Linked DNA regions of Sus scrofa: region 2 is linked to region 1. A link is a contact called in public Hi-C data. All regions are on one chromosome and are shown on one strand. Each heading gives the region's core, a stretch centred on a gene start, on an enhancer-like site or on the middle of the called end of the contact. The rest is flanking DNA. Distances are from core to core; before and after follow the strand shown.

Evidence for each region. A called contact is a pair of places that touch in the nucleus more often than the background predicts.
Region 2: a Hi-C map of liver shows a contact between it and region 1, with 2.1 times the contacts expected there. The contact joins the promoter of EXT2 here to the enhancer-like site in region 1. A contact is called at or near these places in 1 of 5 promoter capture datasets (liver), 6 of 47 Hi-C or Micro-C datasets (embryonic fibroblasts, fetal skeletal muscle, liver and 2 more) and 1 of 2 datasets of contacts at active chromatin or transcription factors (skeletal muscle).

Annotation. Positions count from the first base shown.
Region 1 is chr2:17,897,615-17,903,760 of Sscrofa11.1, forward strand. No RefSeq gene overlaps it. Among named protein-coding and RNA genes, the nearest start is that of CD82, 98 kb to the left of the region's middle. Within about 2 kb of position 2,692, at least 2 of the 83 cell types and tissues checked have an H3K27ac peak or open chromatin away from gene starts, as enhancers often do. A contact at or near this core is called in liver, where this site is marked.
Region 2 is chr2:18,235,082-18,241,442 of Sscrofa11.1, forward strand. EXT2 (exostosin-2) reads right to left here and starts at 4,148. Exons shown (of 18, transcript XM_021083158.1): 1 at 3,991-4,148; 2 at 1. It overlaps ACCS (1-aminocyclopropane-1-carboxylate synthase-like protein 1), which reads right to left. Exons shown (of 15, transcript XM_021083160.1): 15 at 4,166-4,243. The coding sequence ends at 4,203.

The DNA of each region.
Region 1 (6,146 bases), core at 1,442-3,941:
AGTTGGGTTCTTTTCAGGATCTCTTTCTAACCTTCTGATTCATCAAAGAGAAAGTGTTCGTATGGGGTTAGAACGTCTGACCCCAACACATACCGGTTCCTCTTTAAAAGGGGAGAGACCCAGCCTCAGGCTAGGAGAAAGTATCCACATGTGCTTAGGGTTTCATTTGTCTTACTTTTTATTTTTAAATAAATATAGATTGATGGGAAGTTGCAAAGATGGTTGAGAAAGATCTCCCGTACCCTTTACCCAGGTCCCCCCAGTGATGACATCCAGCGGGACAAAAGCACAGCATCAAAACCAGGAAATCAACATTGCTACAATGTGTATGTATAGTTTCATGTCATTCGATCAGGCCAGGAGCCTTGTAATTACCACAGTGCTCCAGATCGGCTTAGGTTTTGATCACCTTGTTTGGTTTTCTTTGTGTTAATTCTTTTTTTTTTTTTTCCCCACTGTACAGCAAGGGGATCAAGTTATCCTTACATGTATACATTACAATTACATTTTTCCCCCACCCTTTCTTCTGTTGCAACATGAGTATCTAGACAAAGTTCTCAATGCTATTCAGCAGGATCTCCTTGTATATCTATTCTAAGTTGTGTCTGATAAGTCCAAGCTCCTGATGCCTCCCACTCCCTCCCCCTCCCATCAGGCAGCCACAAGTCTCTTCTCCAAGTCCATGATTTTCTTTTCTGAGGAGATGTTCATTTGTGCTGGATATTAGATTCCAGTTATAAGTGATATCATATGATATTTGTCTTTGTCTTTCTGGCTCATTTCACTCAGGATGAGATTCTCTAGTTCCATCCATGTTGCTGCAAATGGCATGATGTCATTCTTTTTTATGGCTGAGTAGTATTCCATTGTGTATATATACCACATCTTCCGAATCCAATCATCTGTCGATGGACATTTAGATTGTTTCCATGTCCTGGCTATTATGAATAGTGCTGCAATGAACATGCGGGTGCATGTGTCTCTTTTAAGTAGAGTTTTGTCCGGATAGATGCCCAAGAGTGGGATTGCAGGGTCATATGGAAGTTCTATGTATAGATTTCTAAGGTATCTCCAAACTGTTCTCCATAGTGGCTGTACCAGTTTACATTCCCACCAGCAGTGCAGGAGGGTTCCCTTTTCTCCACAGCCCCTCCAGCACTTGTTATTTGTGGATTTATGAATGATGGCCATTCTGCCTGGTGTGAGGTGGTATCTCATGGTAGTTTTGATTTGCATTTCTCTTATAATCAGCGATGTTGAGCATTTTTTCATGTGTTTGTGGCCATCTGTATATCTTCTTTGGAGAAATGTCTATTCAGGTCTTTTGCCCATTTTCCATTGATTGATTGGCTTTTTTGCTGTTGGGTTGTATAAGTTGTTTATATATTCTAGAGATTAAGCCCTTGTTGATTGCATCATTTGAAACTATTTTCTCCCATTCTGAAAGTTGTCTTTTTGTTTTCTTTTTGTTTCCTTTGCTGTGCAAACTTTTCAGTTTGATGAGGTCCCATGGGTTTTTTTTTGCTCTAATTTCTATTGCTTTGGGAGACTGACCTGAGAAAATATTCATGATGTTGATGTCAGAGAGTGTTTTGCCTATGTTTTCTTCTAGGAGTTTGATGGTGTCCTGTCGTATGTTTAAGTCTTTCAGCCATTTGGAGTTTATTTTTGTGCATGGTGTGAGGGTGTGTTCTAGTCTCATTGCTTTGCATGCAGCTGTCCAGGTTTCCCAGCAATGCTTGCTGAATAGACTTTCTTTTTCCCATTTTATGTTCTTGCCTCCCTTGTCAAAGATTAATTGACCATAGGTGTCAGGGTTTATTTCTGGATTCTCTCTTCTGTTCCATTGGTCTGTCTGTCTGTTTTGATACCAGTACCACACTGTTTTGATGACTGTGGCTTTGTAGTGTTCTTGAAGTCTGGGTGAGTTATGCCCCCTGCTTGGTTTTTGTTTCTCAGGATTGCTTTGGCAATTCTGGGTCTTTTGTGGTTCCATATAAATGTTTGGATTGTTTGTTCTAGTTCTGTGAAAAATGTCAGGGGTTGTGTTAATTCTTATTGCTCTATTCTCTTCATGCAGTTGAGTCTACACTTCCATTGACAATAGGATATAACACTTCCCTTTGAAATAAACTTTAAGTAAAAAAAGAAAACAGATACATGGATTTCAGGGAATGTGGAAGTAAATAACAATGCAGACGGTACGCAGGTAGGACACACATTTAGCAACCTGTTAAAACCTAAATCTAACCAAACAAAACCCAGTCTAGGACCCAACAAGCCATGTGGTCATTTAGGGGGCCTCAAGATTATGGTCAAGTCAGGGATCCACTTGAGGCCTTACAGACCCCGGTGCTTGCCCTCCTAAGCTCTGCGTAGACCGAGGGAGGCGCTGCCATGCTCCTCTGGCCTGGATCTGAGTGCATAGCTCACACCCCTGGAGAGAGTGGGTAGGCGGAAAGGAGGCAGGAAAGGCCTGAAGCCCTGGGCCTTGGGGTCCCCAGGGTTTAGTCTCAGCCCCTAATAGCTCAGATGCTAACTGATAACAAGGCCATCCTGGTTAATTATTTCTACCACGATTGAATCATCAAACAATGTCAGAGCCAAAAAGAGACCACAGACACGCCTCTCACTTAAGGGAGGATGACACAGTGGCCAGAGACGGGACAGAAAGGTCAGGCTCCACCCCGTGCAGGCAAAGGGCAGCCCCACCCACCTGTCTAAGATCAGGGCCAGATTTTGACAAATGTTTGTTGAGTGAGTAAATGAATAATCTAGGTATCTGACATATTTCGCGCTTCCTGCCCTTATTCTTTGCCTCTTCCTAAGGAGCGGATGCAAAGCGTCAGCTGCATCAAGGGCTCTTACTAAGTGCATGTTCCTTGGGCCCCTGAACCAGAAGGTTTGGAGAGGCACCCGGGAGTTGGAAGTTTAGACACTGCTTCCCCTCTTCCTGGCCCCCTCGAGCTCCTGGGTGGACCCAAGGGTGATGCCAATGCAGCTGTCCAGGGAGGGTGTTTTTAATCTGCTCCTTGCCTCTGTAGCTTCCTCTCCCGCTCGGGCCATACAGCGCCCCCTGGCTGAGAGTCGAGGCATTGTTCGGAAACCTGTTGGCCCTGCTCCTCTGTTGGGATGATTGATCCTGAGAAGAGGGGGGTACGTGGCAGGCCCTCATCCCCAGGGCCCATCACGCTTAGCCTGGGAGAGCAGATGAATGTCCATTACCACAGCAGGCCCCATAAAAAGGATTATGGGGTGTTGCTGAATTTACAAGCCTGTTCCTGTAAATCTGCCAGACGTGGGGTGGTCACAGCCACTAGCAAGAAGGACAAAGTTATTAACCCTCTTCCCAGTGCCACACACCCAGTCACTCTCGTGGGAACCGTGGTGGCCTGGTTGCAGGAGCCCTAGACAGTGAATCAGAAGAGCCTGATCCAATGGAGAGACGATAGCTCACAGCTGAGCCTCCACCGGCCCAGCCAGTGGGCCTCTCTGGGCCTCTACTTTCCCATCTGTAAAGTGGGCCTTTCACTCATCTCCCAAAGGTGGCTGCGAAGATGACTTGAGCTTAGCCTTTGACGTTGCAAACTGTGGTGAGGGTGTCTCTCCTCGGCAAAGTTGGGGAAAGAGAGGTGTGCTCATGGCCCGTGGTCCCAGCACTGCTCCAGCCCCTGTGGGTAAAGGGTGTGACCTCACTGGCAGAGAGCAGGGTGACAGGGAGGAGAGGACCCAGGCCCAGCCCCCAAGGACCCCCTGGCCTCCTTGGCATATGGGCCAGATGACTGCCTGGTCACCCTCACCCATTTGCAAGCCTGGTTTCTGTCTGATGAGATGTCCCGGGCCAGTGTGAGCTGCTGGCCCTGCTCCACAGGCCAGGCTGGGGCCCCAGGATGCCCTTGCCTGATGCTCATCTTCTGCCCTCTTTCTCCTGTTAGCCCCTAAACCTGGATTATCTGTGTCCGGCCCTTTCGAAGTGATCAGACACAGAGCGAGCCCAGAGCGCGCAGAGAACCTGGGAAGTGTGAGGCCCGGGGCAGGGGGAGCGTGGGTTCGTGTGAGCTCTTACCCCATCTGTACCAGGCAGCCCCAGAGCAGAGGGAAGGGGGACCACCACGCCTTTAGAACTTCATTAGCAGTTCCAATGAATGCGTCCAGATGAGGGTTTGAATCTTGTTGGCAAAGAAACAGAGAAACAGTCTGCTGGTGGTGCCAGCACGGGGAGGGTGATAGGAGCCAGAGCCTCAGGACAGGGGCGCAGCCAGGCCACGGTCCCTCAAACTAATGATGACAATCAAAAGGGATGGACTGGCATCCTGCCATCACTGTGCTGAGTCAGCACTCGGCTTTGCCTCTCATCACCCTCACAGCCCATATGAGGCGCTCCCTTTTTCCTGATGAGGAAACTGAGGCTCAGATGGACAAACTGACCTGCCCCAGGGGCTATGGCTGGGAAGTGGGGGAGCACGAGTCAAACCTGGCACTGACCGAGGTGTCCGAGGAAATGCTCTCACTTCCCAGTGGGGAAGCGGATCCCGAGCGGAGAGCAGGCAGGGGGAGAAGGACCCAAGGGCTTTCCTTGCTTTTTTGCCCACATTCCAATTTCTGGTCCTGCTACGTGTGGCCCCTCTGTCCATCCCCACAGCTTCTCCCTGACCCCAACCCAGGACTCTGCCACCTACCAAGATTTCCATGAACACAACCGGGTAAGATCAGTAGTATGCAAACAAAAAAAGGGGGGACTATATTTTTAGGAACTATACCTAAAATCATCACTTTCAGTGATAAACGCTGGCTTAAAACAGAGTCTTTGTGGGCCCTTGGGCAAGTGACTTCCTCACACTCTGAGTGAGGAAGTTGGGGTGTGCCCCTGCAAAAATGGGGATAAGAGTGGCTTCGACTGCATGGAGTGCCATGATGGTAGCCCAATGCCTGGCACTTACACACTCAGGAAAAGTGAGTTGTTATTTTAGCCGTAATGAGGCAAGGTACGCTGTGGGCAGACTGGGGTACCGAAGAATCCATGGAGCTCACCCTCAAGAGGTTTCCCACGGTGAGAAAACTGTGGACTTATGCTTCCGTGGGAATGACCGGGGCTGGGTGATCAGAATAGTGGAAGTCTCAGGTGGGGGCTTGCAGGAGGAGCCAGACCCTACAGAGGAGGCTGGAGTCAGGAGGGGACCCACCTTAGCCGGGGTCTGGAGGAGAAGCAGGCTGCCCAGGGGCAAGCGGTGTCAGGGCTGGAGCCCCTCTCTCACCTCCCATCTGGGTCCAGACCCCACTCAGGGCAGCCCCTTTGGTCCCCCAGAGGACTAGATGCTGCTCAGGGTTGTTCAGAAGCTGGAAAGGAGGATGTGATGGGCCCGGCCCAGGTCCCCTGTCCCTGGCGATATGCAGGAGCCACGCCAACTCTTACCAACCTGATTCAGCTCACGAGACCCACTGTTATATTTCCAGGGCTTTCACGAGCTGTTATTAAAAATGAAATGAGGAGTTCCCGTCGTGGCACAGTGGTTAACGAATCCGATTAGGAACCATGAGGTTGCGGGTTCGATCCCTGCCTTGCTCAGTGGGTTAAAGATCCGGCGTTGCTGTGAGCTGTGGTCTGGGTCGCAGACACGGCTCAGATCCCATGTTGCTGTGGCTGTGTTGTAGGCCGGTGGCTACAGCTCTGATTAGACCCCTAGCCTGGAACTTCCATATGCCGCAGGAGCGGCCCAAGAAATGGCAAAAAGACAAAAAAAAAAAAAAAAAAAAAAAGAAATGATAGAGACCTACAGTTAAAGAAATAAATTATATCAAAAATAGGGGTGGAGTTCCCGTCATGGCATAGCGGAAACGAATCTGACCAGGAACCACGAGGTTGCGGGTTCAATCCCTGGCCTCGCTCAGGGGGTTGAGGATCTGGCATGGCTGTGAGCTGGGGTGTAGGTCTCAGACATGGCTTGGATCTGATGCTGCGGTTGCTGTGGCTGTGGTGTAGCCTGGCCGCTGTAGCTCTGATTGGAGCCCTAGCCTGGGAACCTCCATATGCCGCAAGTGTGGCCCTAAAAAGCAAAAAAAAAAAAAAAAAAAAACAAAAAAAAAACCGAGTTCCCGTCGTGGTGCAGTGGTTAACGAATCCGACTAGGAACCATGAGGTTGCGGGT
Region 2 (6,361 bases), core at 2,898-5,397, 340 kb after region 1:
GCTGGAAAGAAGAGAGGCTGACACCCACTATGTTACAGTCCCAGGCATCCCATTTTGCTTCCTACCTGTCACAGTTGGGTTCCCCCCATAAGTGCCCCCACAAACGAATCAGAGACAAGGGTGGGGGTGCAGGGAGCTGTGAGTCGGCTCACATCTGAAAACTAGGTGAGAGGGATTTTGCTACTGAAGCAGCCAACGTCCCTTCTACTTGCCAGCTCTTGATTTTTTTTTTTTTTTCCTGGTTGCACAGGTGAAGCAATACCCTAGTTGGCTGCCCACCTATATTATCTACAGGAAGGCCAGGTTCTATTAGCATCACAGTAGGTTCAGACACACGGACTATTTGGATATCATGTCTATCGCGTCTACCCTGGCTCTGCTATATCATCCTCACTGCTACCGGGAAACCCAGTTCCATGGTCACAACTCATAGAGTCAACCCTGGCCTACAGAGGAGAACCAACAAGCCCCTCAAAGATGCTGGTCCCCTCCCTGGGTTCCATACACCAGAGGGCTCTCCCGGGAACAAGGGCAGGAGGTGTGTCTCTGGCCTCAAGTAACAAATCCATTTCAAATCCCACCTTCCTGAACTTTCTGATCCCTTCCTTAATATTCAGGCAACACCACTCTGGCACCTACCCCTCATCTACTCCGGACTAGGGTTTCTCAACCTCAGCACTACAGACATTTGGGGCCAGATGATTCTTTTTTTGTGGGGAGCTGCTCCGTACAATGTGGAAGGTGTCGTTAGCATCCCTGGCCTCTACTCAACAGAAGCCAGAAGCAACCTCTAGTTGTGACAATTAAAAATATATCCAGACAGTTGCCAAAAATCCACTGGGCAGGCAAAATCGCCCCCAGCTGAAAACCAATGGGGTGTCCCTGTCATGTCCAAGCTTCTAGGAGCCTGCCCAGCAGCATATCTGGACCGGCTTGTCCTTGCCAGGGCATTAAATCCTGAATCATGAGAATACCCCCAAGAGTCTCTCCCATTGGGCTTTGCGGTCCACCACTACCCAGTCTTGGTCTGACACTCTCAAGATTCAGTCCCACGTGATCCTCCAGTTCCTGCTGGCCCACCTGAGCCAGGTCCCGCGGTTATCCCTCCAGCAGTGGGGACTGCACCTCCCCACTGAGCCAATGCTGAGGGCTGGGGGTGAGGTGGGGGAGGTGATCCCTGGGAGGAGAAGCACCACCTTGCAAGGTATCCACTTCCAGGGAGGGCCCTGCACAGCTCCAGGCAAGAGAGCTTCTTCTCCACAAGGGACCAGGAGATACTTCTGCAGGTCCAGAGGATCTGAGCAAGTCGGGGAGTTCAGAATCCTCAGTGCCTCCACCCCACGTCTCAGGCGCCCAGTTCTTCCCTATCACAGCCCTGACGTGAGCAGAAGTGGCCATCCAGGCTGTGCATTCAGCTTCCTTTGCAGTTCTGCCACAGTTAGGATTAAATTCCGGGCTTGGCTTTCAACACAGTCTGCCTCCAGGTGCAGGAAATGCTGCCTCGGAGCCTTCTGTCTTTCACAGTCGGTCCTGAGTAGATATCTGGCTAATGTGAGCCTGATCACACCTCAGGGTCTCTCGGGGAGACAACAAGAGCCAACCAACTCCACCAGCCTTAGGGGGACCCTTCTGCACACTGCTCAAGCACTAGAGTGCCAGTGCTGGCCAGGGCATCTCACACCCCAACCCACCACCTGTCAGCATCTTACTATTCTAATACTGGGTCTAGAACACATTTCACATAAACCTAAGTGTTTGCTGAAGAAAGGAGTGTCTCTAGCCTTCCTGGTTCCATCAGGGCACATACTGTTCAAGGACCAAGTTTTGAGGAATTATACAGTGATGAACTCTGATTAATTTCTTTCTTGAATTCATTTCCAAAGGAAGAAAAAATGGCTAGGTAATTCCACAGATGGAATTTTCTGTACCTGCCCCCCCCCCCATGACCACCCTTCTCTCCTCTAACACTGAGCTTCCCTGACGAGGACAAACCAAAAGGATCTTCTACTAGTGAATGTTTGTTCCATATAATACACCAACCTGGGTTAAAATAAGAATTTCACAACAGAACCCTACAAACTTTAGCCTCCTTGAGGCACATCAAAACTATCCCTACAATGGGATCACCTGGCCAGATGGCAAGCACTGAATCACTGGAAAAATCTTTCAGTGCCACTCTACTGTCAGAATGATTCGCATTTTCTGTTCCTGGAATTATTTATTCCTAAACTTGGCCTGAGTAACCTTTCCTCGGTGCTTTAGGCTACGTCCAATCCATTTAGTTTTCTTTTCTTTCTCGCTCTCTTTTTTTGGCTTTTTAGGGCTGCACCTGCAGCACAGGGAAGTTCTCTGGCCAGGGGTTGAAACGGAGCTGTAGTCACAGGCCTGTACCACAGCCACAGCACCAGATCCGAGCTGCTTCTGCGACCTATACCACAGGTCTCATAGCAACAACACATCCTCACTGAGTGAGGCCAGGGATTGAACCTTCATTCTCATGGTTACTAGTCAGATTCACTTCACCTGAGCCATGCCGGGAACTCCCAATCCACTTAGTTTTCAATCACAATCTCCTGTCTTAACCTTTTCAGAGAAACCCTCACAGCTGAACTCCTGGGGCTGCTGTTACACTGGAACTTAACCCAACTGTTTCTGAAAAGAAAGGAATCAGATACTGGCAAAAGCAGGAAAATCTGTGATTCATTGCCTTACCTGATAAGGGTCTCTATAATTAAAGTTACATTATAGCTAACCACGCCTAAAAATGGTTTATATAAAAAATAAAGACATGTGCCCCCTTACAAGAATTGTACTATAATGAACACAATGCTTGTAATTAAAGGACTGATAACTACACATGACTTTGGCCCTGCTACACGCCAAGGTCTGTTTTAAGTACTTTGAGTTAACTTATTTCATCTTCCTAACAGTGCCATGTGACAAGCTATTATTATTCTCATTTTACAGATGGGGAAAGTGTAACAAGGACGGCTAAGTAACTTGCCCACTGTCACACAACTAGAAAATGCCAAGGCATATAGAGAATGGCAGCCTAGCTCTGGAGCCGGAGCTCTGTCTAAACCGCCAGGTGAAGCTGCCTCCCCTGCTACCCTTAAAAGCCGGAATTAGATACACCTTTCGCATTGCTCAATGAGCCAGCTGACTTGAGAGAGGCAAAATCTACCCATTCACATGGCCATATGCAACCCCATGGCTCAAGTCAGCAGAAGCCAGGAAGGACAGAAACTGAGTCATATATTTTATCACCATATCTAGCCTTTGAGCTCTGAAGTTTACAAACAAAGTCCAGTTTATCTCCTTAGGGCACTCCATTGACAAAGAAGAACTGAAATTGACACATGTCTATTTCAAGCTATCTTCAGACAAATAAGAACACTTCTAAATTAGCACTTCCCAGTAAGTAACACCAAGGAATTTTAACTTCAAAATTGTATAGATATACCTGTTTCTGCAGCCAGTAGTAAAACTCCAAATGCTTCTGACTTTCAACTACATGCCCAGGGCCGGGACACCACTGGCCACCTTTGACACGGGAGCGCCAGGTCCTGCACAGGACGCCACTGGCCACCACAGGGCCCAAAGCTCAAGAATCCCCGTGGGAGGAAGCAGATCCCTGCAGCTCGCAGGAAAGAGCAGGCAGCGGAGAGGGGTCATGGCAGAGGGTGGGCCCTTCGGAAAGGACGCCACAGGATTCTGGGAGAAAGGAAAGGTGTGAGCAAGGGAGGCAGGTGGGAAACCAAAGTGCAGGGCGGGCCAGGTGGTGAAGGAGAGGGCGGGGCAGAAGTCAAAGCGCCCCCAAAGCGGGAAAGCACCGTGAGTGGCTCCGGTGGGGGTGAGGGTCTCCTCCAGTAGCCCTCCGACCTCCCCGCCGTCCGCGCTCCCCCGGTGATAGGGGCCCGACTCCGCCGCGGCCGGGAGAGGCCCAAGCCAGCACCCAAGGCCCACCAGGCCCTTCCAGGCCGCACTTACCTCGGCCACGGCTGCCTCCTGTTGGTCACCAGCTCATGCCGCTGGGCGTGGGCCACAGCCGCCAAGGAGGGATCGTGCGGAGCTGCGGGTCGCCACCAGCGGTGTCGGCTCTGCTACAGCCAGCGGAGAGCCGAGAGCCGGCAACTGGGCTCGGCGGTCTGACACCGAGGGCACTGCGCATGCGGAAGCCGCCGGGGCCGGGCCCACGCCCTCTACTGGACGGGAGGAGTCAAGGCACCGCTGAGCGTTTCTCCTAGGCGGGCGGGAGAAGCTTAGGTTCCACAGTGAAATTCGAAGACCTGCAGCATCCCTCATAATAAAGAAACTGCAAACCTAAACACCAAGGCATTATGCGTCACTTATAAAATAGTTATAAAACTGACAAAAATTTAAAAGTTTTATTGTAATCACTATTGATGAGCATGCGACATTCTTGAAGGGCAAGTCAGCCTTATCCATCAAATGTAAAATGCTGATAATTTTCCCCAATAACCCCTCTGTATGGAGTCTCCCCTATGGATATTCTCAACAACTATTATCAAAAATATTTATTACAGCGTTGTTTCTAAGAATAGCATAAACCCAGCAACAACCAAAATAAACTATTGAAATTTTTATATTAATCAAAATAAATTATGATTAGAATAATAATGAGAGAAAGAATGTATATTGTTGGTATGGAAAGATCTCAAAGACATGTTAATATGAAAACAGTTTAAAATAGACAAGTATGCTCCCTTTTATGTAATTATATATATATGTGCAAAAACAGAAGAGAGAAAATATATAGGTAGATGCTTAACTTCAGGCATATATATCATTTTTTTCTGGAAGGAATCCAAGAAGCAATAAACAGTTTTAGAGGGATTAATTGTGGAGGTAGATATGGGGAAGAAAAACTTTCACTTTCATTTTATTTCTTTCTTCATTTCATAGTACATGATCTAGTCTTCTACTACACAGCAAAATCCCTATCATAAGACAGTGACTGGAGTCTAAAAAATTCAGTCAAATGCAGGGTAATGTTACGGAGAAGTTAATGAAATGATGCCACTGAATCTATGCAGTCTACAGATATTGGCTGCAGAATCCAAATCCATCTGGTCCCAGCTGTATCTTAGCACCATCTGGTGGAAGTTATCACTTAGAGCTTAAATATTCATGGGGATGATTCTGAGTCTAGAGACCCACTGGGGCTCCCAGAAGCAACAGAGATTCCAGGAATATTCTTGTGAGTTAATGCCTGCTTGTCACAGATCCAGGGAGATTAGGACGAGAATATTCTGAAGGCAGGAAACCCACATTCTGACTCCCCACATCAAGAGAACACTTGCTCTGCTCTCCAAATCTATATCTCCCCCCAAAAAACATTGAGAAATTTAGCATTCGTATACCACATGTGAGAAATGGATAAGTGGAGAGTATTTTCACTTTCTTCTTTGTCTTTCTCTGTATTAAAAGTATACATGTTTTGGAGTTCCCGTCGTGGCTCAGTGGTTAACGAATCTGACTGGGAACTATAAAGTTTCGGGTTCGATCCCTGACCTTGCTCAGTGGGTTAAGGATCCAGCGTTGCCGTGAGCTGTGGCATAGGTCGCAAGACTCGGTTTGGATCCCAAGTGGCTGTGGCTGTGGCATAGGCTGGCAGCAACAGCTCCGATTTGACCCCTAGCCCGGGAACCTCCACATGCTGCAGGTGCGGCCCTAAAAAGAAAAAAAAAAAAAAAAAAAAGACCTGTGTTAGGCACAGCCTTTGAAGAATCTGCTCACCTTATGCTCTTTCTATACAAATAAAAGCAAAGAAAATATGCAAGAGCAGGAAATGAAGCTGAAGTGGGAAAACTGAGTGTTGAAGCTACAAGTTGGGTATACAAGATGAGAGAATGTGGAGAACATGTAAAGCTAAGGCTTTGAGATAGGAGACTGGAAAAATTGGCTCAACATCAGTGACAACAAACAAAAAATTGGTCTGTCTTGTCCAAAGAGTGGAAAAGAAGAGTCTCTGCTGAGCATCGTTACCAGCGAGCTTTACAGCCGCGTGGGATGTAAATGAACACACCAGCGCGACCCAGGAAGCACCCCACCTGAAAAGCAACGTGAAGCATTGCCAACCCAGGTCTGTATCACCTGCCAAAAGAAACACAGATCCCCTCTGGAGGGTCATGTCCTCAACGCAAGCTGCCTACGATCCTGCCAGATAAAACCCTGACAAACGGCAGCTCATGATCATGGATTACAAAGCACATGAAGAATAAACCAGTCAGCAGAAACTACAAACAGCAGAAATTTAACCTCAGAACTACAGATAATTGCATTATGAGAAATAAATAGAACATAAGGAAGTTCCTGGTGTTCAAAGACTTAAAAGATG